2 separate regions of the Sus scrofa genome follow, and region 2 is linked to region 1. The links are chromatin contacts, called in public Hi-C maps. All regions are on one chromosome and are shown on one strand. Each heading gives the region's core, a stretch centred on a gene start, on an enhancer-like site or on the middle of the called end of the contact. The rest is flanking DNA. Distances are from core to core; before and after follow the strand shown.

Region 1 (4,193 bases), core at 1,197-3,696:
AAAATTATAGTCATAAAAGAAAAATTTTAGAAACTGATTATTTTTGGTAAAAAGTTAGATTTTTTAAAAAGACTTGATTTAAAAAATTTTTTTCATGATATATTTTTATTTGATATGTTCATATTTTGACTGAAGTGAGGGGGCAGAAAGTAGAAATGTTTTGAAAAAATGGTGAAGTAGATGGCAAATGAAAGGTGAAAACCAGGAAAGAAAAAAGTGAAAAGATGAAAGGGGTCTGTCTGTGGGTGGAACAATATAAAACAGGGAAGGGACTTTTGTCTTTGTCTTTTTTTTTTTTTTTTTTCATTGCTATATTTACAGCATCTAGAACAAAGCCTGACACATGATAATGCTCAATAAACATACTTGTTGAGTGATCCTCCAGGATACTTCCAGTTTTGTATACAAGGATGCTATGATTACTGGATGATTAATACTGGATGATACTGAGATCTTAAACATTTCTTATGAAGAATCTTCCAAACTGTTAGGTATACTCCGATAGGTATTAGAAACTTTCCTAGCCTAGGTGTGGCTATTTTCTAACGAAAAGTTCCCCCCAAATGAAGGTTGAGTCGGGTCATTCCTTAGAGGAGTTGGCTGTTCTAATCCTCTGCACTCTCAAAGCACCTCGTTTTCATTTCCTTCAAAACCAACCCGTGATTTATGAATAAGCATCATGTGAGGACCATTTCTCTAAGGGCCAGGTAGCAGAAGGATTTAGCCGGCTAATATTCATATGAAACACACTTCCCAGATAGAGTCCAGCACAGAAAAATATCTATGTATAGCACATTAATGTCCATCTTGTAAGTCCCAAAGCCCCATGTCATGCTCATCAGACAGGCCACCTAAACTCCCAGACCAAGTTGAGCGTGTATCTGAGGGTCACAGAGGACTAGTTAAAAAGGACTTCTATTTTCCTCAGACTTTTTGGTGGGCTCATCTCAGAGAAATCAATCCCTAGAATGAAGGCGGAAAGCACCCTAGACATAAAAAGCTCATTTCTTTGATTATTCTTTGGAAAACCAAATAGCGATATCACTATCTCTTAGCTCTTCCTTAACAATCACTGTTGCCAAATCAAAAATCAGGTTTGAAAAGGTCAAGTTTCCTTGTTTCACGCGGTTTTCGGTTTGGTGTTTTTCTCAGAATGCCTTTAAATAATATGTTCCATGTGTGTTTTGTACTCACTGAGTTGGTAAATATTTACGAAGCCCCCAGTACCTGGCCAGGCACTGTGCTAGGCTCTAGAGAAACACAGGGACCAAACGACTCCCAGCTCTCAGAGGTTATGTGGGAGAGAGAAACTAAAAAACAAATACGTAAAATATGCAACATTATCAGGTGGTAAGAAACACTAGGAAGAGAGACAAAAGAGGAGCATGGCAGATCGGCGGTCACAAGCGCCAAGCCCAAGCCTGACTTCAGTGCCCACAAAAAATCTCCTTTGCTCTTTTCTGTCACTGTGGGCTGTTGTGTAACCAGACAATAGACGCCCGCTTAGCGGACTGGAAGCCCCTTTCTGAGACTCAATCGCCTTCCACTTTCTCTGATCAGGCAGTTTCACGGGATATTCATTAAAATCACAAAATAACGGGATCCCCAAATAACTTGAACCCCCAACAGCCCTCTCCTCAGCCCGCGTCAGGTGGGACTCAGCGAAAGGCATTTCGGGGCTGTGAGTCTGCGTGAGCATCGCCCACCGCCAGCTTCTCAGTCCACTTCCCTCTGAGAGAGGAAAAGAAGAGACGTTCTAAAAGGGCCCAAAGAGAACTCGGTCCTCAACAATTTTCACAATCGCTACCACAGTAAAGGAGATGGAGTCAGTTCAAGCGGAGGGCGGCCCTCTACGACTCAGACACCAAGACTCCAAACGGAAAGAAAACGTCGGGAGGGAAGGAGCAGGCTTTCCGGCTTTAATTGACATGGAAAACGTCGCCGGCGGAGCCCGCGGAGGGCGGCCCGGCGGCCATTCAGGAGGCGCCGTTTCGCAACAGCTCTTTTTCCGGAGACAAAGCCTCCTTGTCAGTCTCTCTGCTGCTGCTGCCGAAGCACCACGTTCGGAAGAAGAAAAATAGAGCCGCCGCTCCCGTCAGGCAGACAGACAATAGCTGCGGGCAGGCCGCTCCTCGCCGCAGGGCAGAGCCCCGGCATCTTTGTCTCCATCGCGTCCTTCAAGTCAGTCTCCGCGGGTTGCTGTGGCGAGGCGGCTGCGGAGGGGGAGAAAGAGACTCGGAACCACTCCTCTCGCTGGTTCCGATGCAGCGGCAAGGACGCGGCGGCCACGTCGGGCGGCGGCTGGAGAACGAAGGGCCCGCGCTCCCCTCACGCACGACTCCGCTCCTCAGTGGCGGGGGGGGGGGGGCCTGCGGGAAGTAGCGCCGTCCGCGCGCGGAGGGAAACGGCGGGCGGCGCGCGGTGAGACGCCCGGGCGCCGTGACGCGTCCGCGGAAACGAGCTCCCCCGCCCCCCGCCCGCGGCCCCGCCTCCGCTCCTGGCGGGAGCCCTGGGGCTGCCCCGCGCGGGGAGGCGGCCCTGGAGGCCCGCGGCGGTAGGAGCGGCCAGGATGCGGTGCGGGGGGCGACGGCTCCGGCCTCGCAGGCGTCCCGGCGGGGCCTCGGTTCCGGGCGGTTTGTCGTACACGGCCAGGCCCCACGTGTACCCCTAGCTGGACAGCAGGTGCCGCGGGGCGGGCTCCGGACTACGGCGTGCGCGGCGGCCCGACTGACCCAAGTCGGCCCGGAGTCCCCCCCTCCCCAAGCTCCCCTTCAGGCGCTCCGAGCATCAGGTCCGGTGTCGTGAAACTGGGTGGTTGTGAGGACTCCAAGTGAGCGAATGCAGGTAAAATGCACACGGAGTAAGTTCTCCAAAATAGAGCGAGGAGTGAAAAAGAACCCAGTGTTCATACATGCAGCAACATAGATGGATCTGAAAAAATGCTGGGGGCGGAGGTAGGCAAACACAAAAGACCTTAGTCTGTGTTCATCTGAAAATCTGGAAGAAGCAAAAGTGATGAAAGCAGTTGCCGGAGAGGGTGAAAAAAGCGAGAAGATGGAAGGCCAAGGAGCAGGAGGGAGGATTTGGGGGCGAAAGAACAATTCCATGCCTTGAATAGGAATGGTTGTTACAGGACATACTCAGCTACCAAAATTCAACGCTCTGTAGTCTTCAATGGGTGAATTTTATTATATGTGAATTACACCTCAAAAAATATTGTGGAAGAGAGAGTTAAGGTAGTGGGTAAGGGTGATAGAGGAACATAGAACAGACAGGTTGGTGGGAAATACACTTAAAAAATCTGAGAGCTAAATTGTATGCCATCTCTGAATTGAGTGGCTCCGCCTCCCATAAGAATCAGAGAACAGCCGCACTAGGAATAGATCAGGGCCTAGAAGGGTGCCCTGGACCAGACCTGGCTTATGCACCTCCCTGGTTCGGTCAGTCCCATCTCCGCGTGGTCTTAGCCTGTATGTAGCTCAAGGCAGAGGCCTAACCTCCACGTCCAGGGCTGCTTCTGTCCACAGCCTCCCGCAGGTGAGGATCAGATTTAGGCATGCCTACCCCACACCCAGCCTCTGATGGCTCCTCGCACCAGTCCCAGAGTCAGGTAGAAAACCTTGTTCTTGTCTCCCTAACAATTGCCTGGAAGATCAGGAGGCACACCCAGAAGAGTGGGGCATTGGAGCCCAATGTGGCCAGCATGCGCCAAAGTGAGCAAGCGAAGAAGAGAGCAAGAAATAGCAAGCTTTTAAACCCTTCTGTCCACAGGCAGCTGGTGGTGATGGTTCCCCGAAGCTTGCCTGGAAGCTGTCCTAGGGGACTGGGCAGTGGTCAGCTTTACTTTCTTGTGAAGTTGTTTTCAGCTCAGTGAAGCACCGCTTTCCATTTGCTTTCCTTTGCCTTTCCCCTCACCCTTGATGCCCTGGGATTGCACCTCCTAATAAAATCTTAGCACTTTAACTTGGCCTCAGGCTCTCCTTTCTAGGTAATCCTTGAGCAGCATTTGGGCCTTCAGTCTGTGCTTTACTGAAAATTTCACAGTCACAATAACAAAATTAAGATTACTTTTGGCTCTGGCATACTGTCCTGTTAGCCCTGAACTGCTACTTTAAAACACAACCAGTTGAGACCAAGTCTAAATACATAAATTTATATATACATGCCTCTGAATGAGTTATAGAAGATTAAAA
Region 2 (4,587 bases), core at 53-2,552, 870 kb after region 1:
TGATGTTCAAGTTGGAAAAACAGAATGTGTTTGAGCAAAATCTCTTCTCAACCACAGAAAAGTGTGAAATAGAGTGGGCCCTGTGTTAGGTGGGAGTATAGTCCATTGCAACTTCACATTACAAAAAATGTTGATTCTTCAATGGACCTTATCCTCAAATCTCAAAAACTTGAAAGATTGGAAGTCTTAAGTATTATATATTAAATTTAACTGATAGAATACAGAAAGACAAAACTGTGGTTAAAGATGTTATTATGCTGTATTCTAATTTTCAGCATCTAATTACAGCAAAGGGAAATGTAACAGGAGTACATAAAAGTAGACCAAATATGTTATAAATTATGGAATAGAAAGGATTGTTGCACAATACAGGTTCACAATCTTATATTTTGAGGGGCAGATTTTAAAGAGAAGCCTCTCTGTTGCATGGGAACTGGGAATCATGAGAATTATTTATGCAAGGAACAAAAATTAATTATTAGGAATTCAGTAATCACCAAATAAACTCTGAGCTTTGAGGTTAAAAATAGAAGACTATCTTCATGTTCAATTATACAGTATCAATTACTAATACAACTGATGTTTCAGCATCTCCATGAGACCAGATACCATCTTCTATGGAGATATCTTGGTATTAATTAATGACTGCTTTATTCTCATTATTCACAAGGAAAAATAGGGGTCGTGTCACATTAAAATTAAGATTATCTTAGTTTATCTGGGCTCTTAAACAAAGATCATTCAAAGTAATTATATTTTGAATTAACAAAGGTAGGCAATTTATCTCGGGTTTTTTTTTTTTTTTGGTTCAAAGACAAAAAATAAAGATAAAAAATCAGCAAAATTTCATTTTGAAGATAGAAAGAACCAAACAAACATGTCTTGACTTTTGCAATATTTCCCTTGCTAAAGGGGGAATGAGGGAACTATAAAAGACGTGACTTTGCAAAGTCAAGTCCTTTTTAAAAGACTCAGATCGAAATTCTTGCTATGCAACAAGGATTCAGGTTTGATTAATTTTCTGCAAGCGACGTGACAGCGGTGTTTTAAAAGATTAATTAAAATTGAAGTGATACGGAGCAGGAATTCAACCTGCAGAGGCGTCCCAGGCGCCTTGGGGGGGCTTTGCAAGCGAGTCCCAAGCCCAAACTATGGGCTTTCCCGAGCCTGGGACGCAGCTCCCTGTCTCCTGGAGAGGAACGCGGAATTTGGCAAGGCGCCCGCCTGGCCGCCTGGCATCCCGAGCTGGCCGCCAGCTCTCGGGGGTGGAGACGGGGTGTGTCCCGGGGAACCCGCTGCCTTGAGAACTGCTGGCGCAGCTTTCGATCAGCCAGTGAGGTCCAGGGCCACTCCGAGAGGCCTGAGGAGACTCCAGGCAGCCTCGAGCTGACGGCCCCAGGCTGCGTCCAATTTCCGGGGGGAGGGGACACCGATTTTGTACCTGGGCTCACGTGGAGCCCCCTCCAGGGTCGTGAGCGTGGGAGGCGCGTGGATAGCGCTCTGCGAAGACGCATCCCCAGAGCTGAGGACGTGGAGGGCTCGGTCGTTGGGCTGCGGCTGCCGGGCCAGGGAACCGGCCTGCTGGGCTGTCCTGCCTCTTGGGCTCGGACTCGGGATTCCGGGAGGCCCTTCGCTGCTCTGCCGCCCAGCCACGTCCCCCTACCTTTTCGCTCACTTTCCCGCCCGGCTTCTCCCCTCCCCCCGCATCCCTGTGCCCTCGCTCCCCTCCGCGACGCTTCGCCCGAGTAAGGAATCAGCGGCGTGCAATTGTAACTACTCAAGGAGACACAATCGCGGGAGCTCTCGGGGTCGCGCGCGGCGGAGAGGCGATGCGGGTGGCGCCCCAGAGGGTGGGTGGGGGAAGCAGGGGGCGTTTGTTTGCAATTCGCCTCCCCTCGGCGCGAAGTACGGTGTCCCCTTCTCTCCACCTGGGGGCAGGGGTCCGGACCGTGAGGCCGAGCCGCGCGGGGCCCTCTCTTGGCTGCGTCGGCGGGATAGGTTCTGTGCCCGTGGGTCCCCGGCTGCGCGGTGGGGGCGCCGCCGGGCGGCCTCCCGGCTGGGTCAAGCCTCCGCCCAGCGGCGACGCGGGGAAACCCCTGCCCCTGCGGCGGGTCCTAGGGGACACATCCTGAAAGGATCCCTGGGGGTTCTCCGCGCTGCGGAGGCGACACGGTTTCTCCCACCCCTCCCGTCTGCCTCTCCCACCCTCGTCCCGGAGACCTCGGAGTGGCGAGAAGTGGGAGGGGAGGCGGGTAAACAGAAGGCGAAGGCCTGGGAGCCGGAGCTGGGGGAATCAGGGTCGGAAAGGAGGCACTGAGACGCGGAGAAGAGGCTGTGGGGCCAGGCGGGCTCGGCTTAAGAGGGCGGGGTGGGGGGCGAGGCGAGAGTCCCTTCCCTTCCCATCCGAGTGGCGCAAGGGCCCCTCTTCCCCGGGGAACCCCCACCCAGCAGCTTCCAACCTCGAGAACAAAGGGTCTGGGAAGCACGGTCGGGGTCGGGGAGCAGAGGTGGAGGGAGGCAGGAAGGCAGGCGGTGGGGGCAGGGGAGGGTGCCTCGCCACATTTCCTCTCGCGGCCGAATGACGGAAAGCTCCCTACAGCAAACGCCTCACCGAGGCCGCTTCAAAATCCGGAGGGCTCGGGTTCCTTACCTAACGGCTGCACTCGCTCCCTTCCTCCCCCAGCGTCCCCACCCCCTCCGGGGACTGCGGCCCGGGAGCTGCAAGGCCGGCGGCGCACCGCGACGCGGACGGAACAGCGGGGCAGCAGCGCCTCCTGCAGGTGCCGTGCGCCTCCGCAGCCGCCGCGCCGCACCGGCTCTTAAGGTGGAACCGGCCTCGTTTCCCACCCGCGCGTTCGGCTCTTCCGCAGCAGTGCTTCCACCCGCCGCAAGCCTCGCGCGAGAAGCTGGCCTGGCCACCCCGAACTGTCGGAGTCTGCTGGTTCCTGCTACTCTTTCCCTGATCCCTTGGTCTCACTACCTGCAGGTCTTCGTCCGTGGATGCCCCGGTATCGATTTCGACAACCACAATTGATAACTCCCTGCTGGTATAAAAGGATGCGTAAGTCACGCGTCCGGGCGTAAAGACCAAAACAGCGTTTCTTTAACTGAAGAGCAAACTTTTATTTTCGTTTATTAAAAGCAGAAGGCCAGCGGGAAAGGGTCGCCAAGGGTTGTTGACTTGTCCATGGGTCTTTCTACTCCAAATGTTCAGGATGAGACTGGCCGGTACGGGAATAGCATTTGACGCCCACAACTTGCAGACTCTTGGGAAGGTGCGGGTGCAAGGGGACGGAAAGGCGCTGGGGCCCCGTAGGAAACCCCTCCTTCTTTATCTCCAGGTTCAGCTTACTCTGGCTCCGATGCTTTGTTTATTTGGTGAAAGCAAGGAACCTGTAGAGTATCGAAGAGCAGATTTTCTTTCTTTTTTTTTAACTAAACGTGCCTGTGCGTGTAAACTCATCGTTTCTCGGGTATAAGTAACCTCAGCGAACTCGAGATTCTTGGGGAAAACCTACGAGCCCCGAGCGGGGCACAAACAAGCCAACTCTGGTTCCGGTGCCATCTGCAATAAATTCCTTTCCTCCGCTCTTCCTTCCATGCCCTGGAGAGGGTCCCCCCTGGGGTTGTCCCAGGATTCCTGCACACCCAGGATCCGGAGTCTCCAAGTTGGGTCCCAGAGCCGGTAGGGCGGGGGTGGGGGGGAGGGGAGGCAGCGAAGGCCGCGGGAGGGAAGTTTATGGGCACAGTGGGAACCTGCCAGTGCCCCCGCGCGCAGCCTAGGCCCCGCCCTGCTGGGTTCCGCCCCAGAGAAGCCGAGCCCTGGGTCGGGCCACAGCGGGAGATGCTCGCTCCGGCAGGTGCCTCGGGGTCACACCTACCCTGGGGGTTGCAAACCGCAAGCGAAAGTCGAGAAGGGCTAGAGCTTTCTCTCTAATCCGTTTTACACAGTGAAAACCGCAAAGCTGTCGCCTAGCCGGCCACTTTTTAATTGGGAGGCAAACAGACGAAAAGCCAAACAAACGCTCTGGAGCTGACTCTCTTTCTTGGTGTTTTTCCTTCTCAACGAGAAGCCCGCTCTCTGGTGAAGAGGGAAACGGATCTGCATGTTCGCTCCTTTTGGGGTCTGGACTGGCGGCGTCCCCAGCGCGTGGGGCGGCCTGGACTGAGCCCGCTCACCACCCTCTTCCCGCGACTCGTGGGTTTTCACGCGCACCCCGTCTCTTCACGGGTCACACCGAGGCCACACGCACCGTGCAAGCTCCATCCCGCGCTTTTTCGCTCGGGCTCAAGGGTCGGTGCTTGGGTATTGGGAGCTCTGAGTGCTTTGAATTGTTCCCAGACTCAGGTTCCCGCGCAGCCAGGGGCGGGAGGGGTATGGGTTTGGGCCGCCAGGCAGGGAGCTCGGAGATCCCCCCAAGCCGACCACAAGAAGCACTTGCAGACGCTCAGTTGTCCTTGGGGACACACTGCGCGGCACTGGAGCAAACTCTCAGCCTACCGCTAGTTGTGTGTGTGTGTGTGTACGCGCGCGCGCGCTCAGTCCCTAGGGAAACCCTCTAGAGAAAAGGAAGAGCAGAAGGGGGT

The links. A called contact is a pair of places that touch in the nucleus more often than the background predicts.
Region 2: a contact with region 1 is called in a Hi-C map of subcutaneous adipose tissue, with 2.3 times the contacts expected there. The contact joins two enhancer-like sites. A contact is called at or near these places in 3 of 47 Hi-C or Micro-C datasets (embryonic fibroblasts, heart right ventricle and subcutaneous adipose tissue).

What each region holds. Positions count from the first base shown.
Region 1 is chr10:52,480,850-52,485,042 of Sscrofa11.1, forward strand. No RefSeq gene overlaps it. Among named protein-coding and RNA genes, the nearest start is that of SPAG6, 89 kb to the right of the region's middle. Within about 2 kb of position 2,447, at least 57 of the 83 cell types and tissues checked have an H3K27ac peak or open chromatin away from gene starts, as enhancers often do. A contact at or near this core is called in subcutaneous adipose tissue, where this site is marked.
Region 2 is chr10:53,350,434-53,355,020 of Sscrofa11.1, forward strand. No RefSeq gene overlaps it. Among named protein-coding and RNA genes, the nearest start is that of SKIDA1, 23 kb to the left of the region's middle. Within about 2 kb of position 1,303, at least 52 of the 83 cell types and tissues checked have an H3K27ac peak or open chromatin away from gene starts, as enhancers often do. A contact at or near this core is called in subcutaneous adipose tissue, where this site is marked.